Regions from separate parts of the Sus scrofa genome. Here region 1 is linked to region 2. The links are chromatin contacts, called in public HiChIP or PLAC-seq maps. All regions are on one chromosome and are shown on one strand. The core of a region is the stretch at or near the end of the contact, and the rest is flanking DNA. Distances in the headings are between cores, read along the strand shown. Region 1 holds the start of UMPS (uridine 5'-monophosphate synthase). Region 2 holds the start of ITGB5 (integrin subunit beta 5).

Region 1 (4,351 bases), core at 339-2,838, 180 kb after region 2:
CTCCTGAACACAAAAGCTTTTCTACATCCCCTATTTCTTGTTTTTTAGTAAATAGATCTCATTTAGCCTCTATGACTTTCCCTGAGTTCCAAAGGCCAGGTTCAAACAGTTGCTACTCAGGGAAGCCAAAACTGTTCTGCAGAACTAAAACCCGCAACAAAAGGAAGATGTTAACTACTTGATGAAGCAGTCTTCATTCCAGAAAGGTGTGATAGCCTTAAGGACTACCAGAACCAGTCTGGGGGCCACCAAATACCAGCTTTGAAGAATGCAAACTTGCAACTCTTCTGATCCTTATCTATGGCTCTCTTTTCCACTCTGAAACTATAAAAACACTTCCTATTCTCTCCCAAAGGAGGGCACAGTCATTAGAGCATTAGCCTGCTGTGGCCACCTTTGCCTGGCAAAGCAATAAAAGCTACTCATTTCTCCTTAGCCCCAAACTCTGTCTCCACGTTTCTATTCAGTATCCTTGGTCAGAGGCTGAGTTTCAGTAACGTTCAGGACCAGTGAACATAAATCCTTAGTGGTGGAGAAGACATGTTTTCTAGATAGAACTTCTGTAATAATGGAAACATTCTATATCTGCATTGCCCAATAAGGCAGCCACTAGGCATATGGGACTAAATTTAAACATCCGTAATGCTCAATGTTCACATGCGGCTAGTAGCAACTCTATCAGACTACATATTTAGACCCTTCTATTTACAGAGTGGTCTGCAGCTCCCGGCTGGTAGCATGTTAGAAATGCATAAACTCAGGTCCTGCCTCAGGTCTACTCAATTAGATCATGCATTTTAACAAAGTTCCAGGTGATTCATATGCACTCAGAGTTTGAGAAACACTGTGCTAAAATCCTAATTGCACAAAATTTTTCCTTTTATATACCAAAACACTGTCTCCATGAAATGTCCACCCTCTGGTTTTAATTCTTGCTCCTGGCCACACAGTGTAAAAGCGAATCCCTTTTCCAAGCAAGAGCCCTTCCAAGTATTGGAGCACTCCAACCACCTTTTCCTTTCTTCTCCCTGCGTCTCATTTTCCCGAGGTTAAATACGCGGAGCTCCTGCAACTACTTCTGTCGGAGACAAGGCCCCAAACTGGGTTTCCGGACTCTTGAAAAACACGTGTCAAAGCGGATGACTCAAAGAGCAGAGTCTGCCCTCTAGGTCAACAGTTCGTGGTCTCTAGGCTTTGAAAACCGACTCATCTTGGCCGATAACAGGGTCTGCCCGCCTGCCTGGCTCTTTAGCTCTCACTCACAGCCCAACTCCTGTCACCCCCACCTCCTCCTGGTCCCCATCCCTGCCACCCAGCCCTCCTCTTCCCTTTCCCGGGCTGGCACCTGACTCAGAAGACGCGGTCGAGACACGATGCCCCGCAGATCGATGTACACGGGGGAAGAGAGCCCACTCTTCAGCACGAAGCTCCCAAATTTGAAAGCCTGCACGTCGTACAGACCAGTCACCAATGACGCCAAAGCTACATCGGCTGCGGCCATGGTCCCGCGCTCCTAGCTCACACCAAACTCGAAACCGCGGCTTGCCTGCGGCGCCTGATGACATCACCTGATAAGACCCGCCTCTTCCGCCGCCCTTTCCGGAGGCTGGGCGGGCTCTCGGCGGGCTGTTCAGGGTTCCCAGGAAGTCGGAGTCGAGGGTTTAAGGGCAGGTTCCAAGTAACGGTAGCGAAATTTACCTTGACGCTTCCTGTGGGTGAGATGGCTAGGCTTTCAAGCCTCGAAGAGTTAAGAGTGGCTCCAGGATCTTAAAATCAAGACTCTCAAGAGAGTTTGTATAAATCCTGCCTACTTTTTATGCCTCAGTGTCCTCTTAAAATTGCTTCTTGGGCGAGCATGTCTCTATTTGCCTGGTAAACTGCCCTCTCCCTTCCTCTTTCTCCAAATATAGTGTAAGTTTTGGAAGAGGAGGACTTTTGCTCAATTCTTTTATTAACTTCATGGCATTTGGCATTTGGCAAATGTTAATGTCATAACAATTTGCACGTGGGTTATAAAACGCTTAACAGGTAATTGTAATAAACCTCTTCTGCGTTTGGACTTGGTTGTTTTGTTGTTTGCTTTTTAAAATTTTTTATTTATTTTTTATTTTCTTGTCTTTTTCTAGGGCTGCACCCACTGGCATATGGAGGTTCCCAGGCTAGGGATTTAATCGGAGCTGGACCACAGCAACACGGGGATCTGAGCCCTACTGCGACCTACACCACAGCTCACGGCCACGCAGGATCTTTAGCCCACTGAGCAAAGCCAGGGATCTAACAAGCTACCTCATGGTTCCTAGTTGGATTGGTTAACCACAGAGCCACATTGAGAACTCCTCTTTGATTTTTTTTAGGGCCGCAGCTGCTGCATATGGAAGTTCCCAGGCTAGGTGCTGAACCCAAGCTGTAGCTGCCAGCCTATGCCACAACCACAGCATCCCAGCATCAGAGCGGAGACTGCGACCTACAGCACAGCTCAGGGCAACACCAGATACCCGACCCACTGAGCAACGCCAGGGACTGAACCCGTATTCTCATGGATACAAGTCGAATTCGTTTCTGCTGTGCCTCAATGGGAACTCCTGGAGTTTATTCCCATTAGAGAAGCTCAAGTGCTTGGAACATAAATTGCATAGCAGATGAGGAAGAAAGGGAGGACAGTAGAGGAAGATGAATTGATTGGTATCAGGGTTATCTAGGAGGATAATTATGCCAGCCAATCTGAAAACCTAAGTGTATTTGGTATTTACACATAAATTCCTTAAAGTAGGGGTGATTCCCATTATGTATAGAAGGCAATACTTTAATGACAATAACCCTTAAAACAATGAGCTCATGATTGTTACTTACATTGTTCTGGGCCACACCTTTGGCATATGGAAGTTCCCAGGCTAGGTGGTCCAGTTGGAGCTACAGCCGCTGGCCCGAGCAACACTGGATCCCAGCCGAGCCTTTGACCTACACCACAGCTCACAGCAACGCTGTATCCTTAACCCAATGAATGAGGCCAGGGATCAAACCTGCAATCTCATGGATACTAGTCGGGTTCATTAACCGCTGAGCCAGGAAGGGAAGTCTCTGATTTTGTTTCTGTGTTTTTTAATGTATGTCTGTGTTCTCTGAAGACAAGATGACCAGCCAGTGTGAAGGAGCCTATGCTTTTGACAGTTCTCATTTCAAATAAAGGCAAGTAAACCTTGATGAAATAGAAACCAAATGTTAAAATATTTTAGTTATTTGCAAAATAAGCTAATCAATATACTTCAGATCCTACCCTGTCAACCTTAAGAATAAGATGACCATTTATTTTACCAGCTAAATGAATTCTGTTTGGGATTGGCAGAGGAATTACATTTGGGGCATGCAAACTATGGTAAACATAGGCAAATCGGAGAACAAAAAAGAAGAATGTTACTTTATGGAGAACCGGGAAATTGGGAGGGGCTGCTTTAAAGTAAAGTCCTTTGGAGGAAATCAAGGATTCAGGGTCATAAGGGTTTCTTATTGGCTGAATCTTGGTGCTTTTCAAGACTGCCCACTGTAGGTGGGGAAGGAGAAAAACTTCCCTCCTCATCCTGGGGTAGTAAAGTAAGCCTCTTCCCGCCCAGCAAAGTAAAATCGGCTGCCTAGGGTGGTATGTGCTGGTGCCTGCCTAAGAGCTCCTCCTTCAGGGCTTCCACACTCCATTTCAAATGTGGTTATCTTTTCTTTTTCTTTCTTTCTTTTTTTTTTTTTTTTTTTTTTTTTTTTGCTTTTTAGGGCCGCACCCAAGGCATATGGAGGTTCCCAGGCTAGGGGTCTAATCAAAGCTACAGCTGCCAGCCTACACCACAACCACAGCAGTATCAGATCCGAGCCGCATCTGCGACCTACACCACAGCTCATCTCAATGCTGGATCCTTAACCCACTGAGTGAAACCAGGGATCGAACCCTCAACCTCATGGTTCCTAGTCGGATACGTTTCCACTGCGCCACGATGGGAATTCCATGGTTTTCCTTTACTTTCACACACTCCAGATAATTGTCAGTGTCCTATGAATCCATCTCATTTGCACTGGTGTGGCACACACAGACTCTTTCAAAACCTTATCATATCTGCACAGGCTAATCCAGGCTCCTGGAGTCCACACTATGTTGCATACACTTGTGAGATCTATCCCAAATGGCCTGCCAATTTTCTAACAAAGTTGCCAAATAAAACACCAGAATGAAATTAACAACACACATCGAGTCTTATTTGGCATTTTTGGATAGAGAAATATCTTAGAATACCTCTCCAAGCTACAAAATTGTTGCTTTCTTGGGAGTTCCTGTTGTGGCGCAGTGGTTAACGAATCCGACTAGGAACCA
Region 2 (4,830 bases), core at 1,229-3,728:
GTGTTCAAACCTTGGAACTCAAACTCAATACACCCAGCAGCCTCCTTTGGGTCCAGAAGCTCAGCCAATGATCAGAACTGGGAAGTTCTGGAGGCAGCCACAAAGAAAACGGTACCAGTGGCTGTGGGAAGTATAGCCTTGTCTCCCTTCTGAGGGGGGCTCTCAGGCACGCTGACTTTGCTGATCAGAGGAAGCCAAAGCATTTGGAGGACATTTCCACTCTCCAGCTTAAAAGGATGAAGGGTGACTGGACAAGAAATAGCCACAAACCAGAAAACGAAAGCTTGGAAGGAATTAGAAGAGGCATCTATCTCTAAACCAGTTCTGAGATAATGGATTGTGGAAGAATGATGTCATCACTTGGGATTCAGCGGTTTATGGCAGGTCTGGGCAGGTTGGGAATCACCTGATGGGACAGGAGGATGATTTGGCTGCAGCACTTTCCAGGTGCAGTCCCGGGAAACAGGGGTGTGTGTGTGAAGTCTGAACAGTGAAGCACCATGTTGGGGTGGGGAGGATGGTACACAGATCAGATACCACAGGGCCTTAACTTAGAGGATGCTTTATAAATGCAAGTTTTTATAGTATTGATCAATGCAGTATTTACTCACTTTCTGCAACTTAACATTCTGTCCATCTAATTGATCCATCACATCCTCACTGGACAAATCTTTTAAAATCACCACTTGGCACTGACACCTCCTCAGTTCAAACTCTTTCACTGGCTGCCCATTATTTATAATCATTGCCTCTCAAAAAAAGAGTAGCCCCCAGGCCACCCTGCTGAGGCAGAAAGACCCAAGATAAACTAGGGGGAGCCTCTGCAGCACCACACTTACTGGAAAATGGGGACAAACATGACTCTTACATCAGGATAAACATGGGAGATATTTAGAGTATGATGATATCTGCATGCAGTTTAAGGATGAAATACTGGCCTTCAAGTGGAATTTGGAGCTTGGCCTCTGTGCACTCTATGCCACAGGAATAAGTTTACTTTCTCTGGCATCAGGGCACCATCTTGGGAAAGTTTGGGGTGGGAGAGCACAATTAAACCCCAAATTCCCTAATCTGGGCAGTTAGAACTTTCCCCTGCCTGTCCCCTGGGAGCCGTCTATCCAACTGGTGCCTGACCTGTAAAGGTCAGATTCCTTTGTTCCTTCTTCTGTTTTCAGTCAAGGCATTTTGAACTTTTGGAAAATGTACTTCTTCTGGCAATTAACCCCTATGTGTCTCAGTTTTCTCATCTGGATAACAGCAGGGTTGTGGGGAGGATTGCAGGAGTTAACACGGTATTTACATTTCAGTGCCTGGCTAGCACAGTGCTCTCTGCACGTGTTAGGCATCCCATTATTTCCTTCTATACGCAGGCGGCCTCTTCTCCTTTTGCCTATAAATCATTCCAGTCTCAATCCATTCGTCATGGCCCAACCTAAGCCCACCTAGTACTTTGCAGGTGTTGTTGGGGGTGGGGGGTGGAGATAGATAAGCTCCCCACTCCCACCCCTCACTTTACAGCTCAGCTGTAAGGATAAGGTAAAAGCCAAAGCATCTGGTTTTTTAATTTAACAGCAGTTTGGCTTCAAGGAAACCTCCGGTGAATCGAGATAAGGGAAACACAAACTAGCGACATATTGGCCCGTCTCCAATCCGAGAACGGGGCAAAACTTTAATGAGGGGAAAGTGTGTTGTATGAGTGCCTCCACGCCCCATGCGCCTTCTCTTCCCCACCGAAGGCGTCGCCTCGCCGTGACAAGCCCGGCTCTGGGAGGGCGACACCGCCTTAGGACGATTTCCCCAGACCCGCTCTCCCTGCTGAAGTTCACCAACTCCAAGCAACCTCCGCCAGCCTGCGGAGCCGGCTCCGCCCCCTTCCCGTAGCCTCCAGTTGCTACCAAAGCTCCGCCGAAACCCACCTCGCGATTTCGGCCCCCGCCCCCGCCCCCAGGTGCGCTGGAAGCAGCTCCCACCTGGACGCCCTCGGCCTCCAATCTCGGGCCGGTCCCCGCGCGGGGCGGAGCTCGCGCAGCCCCGCCTCGCCGTAAACTGACCGAGTGGCAGTCGGGCGGGGGCCGGGAAGGGGAGAGAAGGGGAGGAGAAAGGAGAGGAGGAAAGTGGACCCCAGCGGGCCTGAGGGAGGAAGGGAAGGGGCGGAGGCGACGGGCAGAGTGTGCCGGCGCGCAGGGGAGCTTCAGCGCGGGGCGCGTCCCGGAGCCAGAGTCGCCGCCGTAGCGCAGAGCCTGCCGATCCGCCTGCCCAGAGCCGCCCTCCGGGGCCGTCCCGAGCGGCGACACCCCGGGCGTCCCGGCCGGCGAGCCGGCGCAGCGGCGGCTCTGGGACTGGGCGGCGAGAGCGCTGCGGGAGGGATGGTGGCGGCAGGGCGCGGGCCAGCTCAGCTGCCCCCGCCTCCCACTCGGCCGCGGCCCCCGGCCCTCCGCCCCCGCGCCCCGGCCCCCGCCGCACGCCGCCGCTGAGCCGGGAGCCCCACCATGCCGCGTTCCCCCGCGCCCCTGTACGCCTGCCTCTTCGGGCTCTGCGCGCTCGTGCCCCGGCTCCCAGGTAAGCCGCGCCGCCCGCCGTGCCGAAGGAAACTTTGTGGCGCAGCCAGCCGCCCGCGGGCGTCTCGGAGGTTCCGAGGCCGGGGCTGTTGTCTGAAAGTAGAGGCGTCCCCAGGGCACTCCTTGGTGGCTAGCCGCCGGGGACGGCCGGGTGGACGGCTCCCGAACTGCGTGAGCCACCGCGCGCGGGGTCCGCCGCAGCCCCTGAGGGCAGTCGTTCGGCCTCCAGCCCCCTCCCGGGCAAGGAGGAGCCTTCCTGTGTAAACAGCCCTGCCCGTCTGCTGACCCAGCCTGCGTGCGCCCGCGCCCAGTGCGCGGGGAGGGCCGCCGCCTGCCGCCCCGCGTCGGGATCCGGGCTCTGCACTCCCTGGCACAAAGCGGCCCTTGTGGCCGGCTCGGGGCGGCCCGGGTGCAGGGAGGCGCCAAGTGATGCCCCGGTGCCCTGGTCCCTGGAGAATCGAAGGGCACCTGGAGGCGCGTGACTTGGAGTCTTCTCTGAAGCCAAAGCGTGGGGCCACGGCTTCTCCTGAGGGTTCGTCTCCTGGAGGTGCCGGTGCCCCTTAGCGGATTCTAGAGTTTCACCGCTCCTAGGCCGGCCGCCTTCCTGTGAAGATATACCCCCCCTTCCCCCAAGCCGTTGCACACCCGAGGGGGAGACCTGGGCCCCAAACCACATCCCCACCTGGAACATCCAGATCTGACAACTTCTGCCTGGCTGTACCCTGCGGTTTATGAACACTCCGGGCAGCACATTCCCTGATTTTGAAGGATTCTGGAGCAGAGGGCAGCGGGTGTGCAGTTGCCCTCGCAGGGCACTGCCCTGGGCTGGCGGCTGGGTGAGGAGCCCTCAGTTAACCTGCTTTAAGTTTTCGAAGTTGGGAGAGGGCTGGATGTGGCGGGTTGTTGGGAGGCCCCAGAGGGAGGATGCTCTGCTGGGCGCTGGGGCTGCCAGGCAGATGAGCTACCTGCACTCCGTCCCCTCCAAAAGCAGGAAGCTCCAAATTTTCTCGTTTCCTGTAGGAGATAATGGTGTTGAGATGCTTTGTTTACTTGCGAATTCGAGATACTATACGTTGGTCTTGTGAACCAGGTGTCTGACGCTCGAGGGAAGGGGAGGGCTCTTCCCTATGGTGTCTCATTTATGTAAAGGCAGTGGAGGTTTCTCTTTGGGAGGCAGGAAGGGTCTGGGCAAACTAAAACTTTCTTCTGACCCCCAACTCAAACTTATTACTGTAGCAGGTTTCTTTTATCACGCCAGAGCTTGAAGTAGATCAGTGGTTTGCAAACACCATCTGGCAGCCAGTGCCAGATCACTGATGTTTTTGTGGGTTCCCAGGGAAATGCAAAGAGGAGGATGTAGCCTGAGTCACATACAGGAGTAGTATATCGTTGCCAACAGTCCCCTGCTTCACATGGACTGGCCTTTAATTTCAAATTATTTCTTTTTATATTTTTGGTGAGAAAACCTCTTTTAGTAATATGTACTGTTAATGAAGGGTAGTTTTCCATTTGGGCAAGAATTAAAAAACCTGGCAGTCCTATAAACATTTTACCTCCTCTTCTTCGTTGCTGTTGTTTTTAAATCTTAATGACCTGTGAAATCCAGAAGTTTGGCAATTGCTGAAGGAGATGCCTTCTTTATTCCCTTACAGCTTGACGTTCTGTGATTCTAATAAAAACTTAAACACTTCCAGTTGCAAGGAATTCTTTCAATACATTATTTTCCATTTGCATTGTGATTTCTGTTTTTCAAAGTTCAAATACATCTTCTTCATGATCTTCATTTTTCCAGCAGGCCCAAGAGGGCGAAGTGATTTGCCCACTGCCCTTGTCCATCAGCCTCATAGCTTTTTGGTCCAGAGCCCTTTGTCCCACATGGTGCAGCTTAGGAAGAGAAAAAAGCATTGAGCCACGGCCATTTAATCCCACCTCTTTCAGTGCTCCTTTCTTCTGCCGCCGTTGCTTAGAGCTCAGCCAGTCCTCGAGCCGTGGAGCAGCAGAGCCGTGGTAGAGCAAGGCTGTCCTTGGCCTTCAGACCTGGCCACCTCCCTCTTAGTGCCCTGGAGCTTCTCAAGGTTAGGAGGGGTTGACACATATCTGTGTGATTTCTCTCCTAGGTTCCCAGTGTTGCTGAGCCAGCTGCATAGTTTGAAACAAGAGTTTTTCTTTTCCTTCCCTTATCTTTTTTTTCTTGAAGCACTGCAGGGTACTTTCTCCAGAGTTTGTTTCCGTCTTGCTACTAGAAACAGGATTCGAAAGAAAAACCTTCATT

What was found. HiChIP or PLAC-seq counts read pairs in DNA pulled down with a chosen protein or histone mark.
Region 1: a contact with region 2 is called in an H3K27ac HiChIP or PLAC-seq map of alveolar macrophages. The contact joins the promoter of UMPS here to the promoter of ITGB5 in region 2. A contact is called at or near these places in 1 of 5 promoter capture datasets (liver) and 1 of 2 datasets of contacts at active chromatin or transcription factors (alveolar macrophages).

What each region holds. Positions count from the first base shown.
Region 1 is chr13:135,649,068-135,653,418 of Sscrofa11.1, forward strand. It overlaps UMPS (uridine 5'-monophosphate synthase), which reads right to left and starts at 1,589. Exons shown (of 6, transcript XM_021071253.1): 1 at 1,346-1,589. The coding sequence starts at 1,501.
Region 2 is chr13:135,465,633-135,470,462 of Sscrofa11.1, forward strand. It overlaps ITGB5 (integrin subunit beta 5), which reads left to right and starts at 2,479. Exons shown (of 15, transcript NM_001246669.1): 1 at 2,479-2,559. The coding sequence starts at 2,490.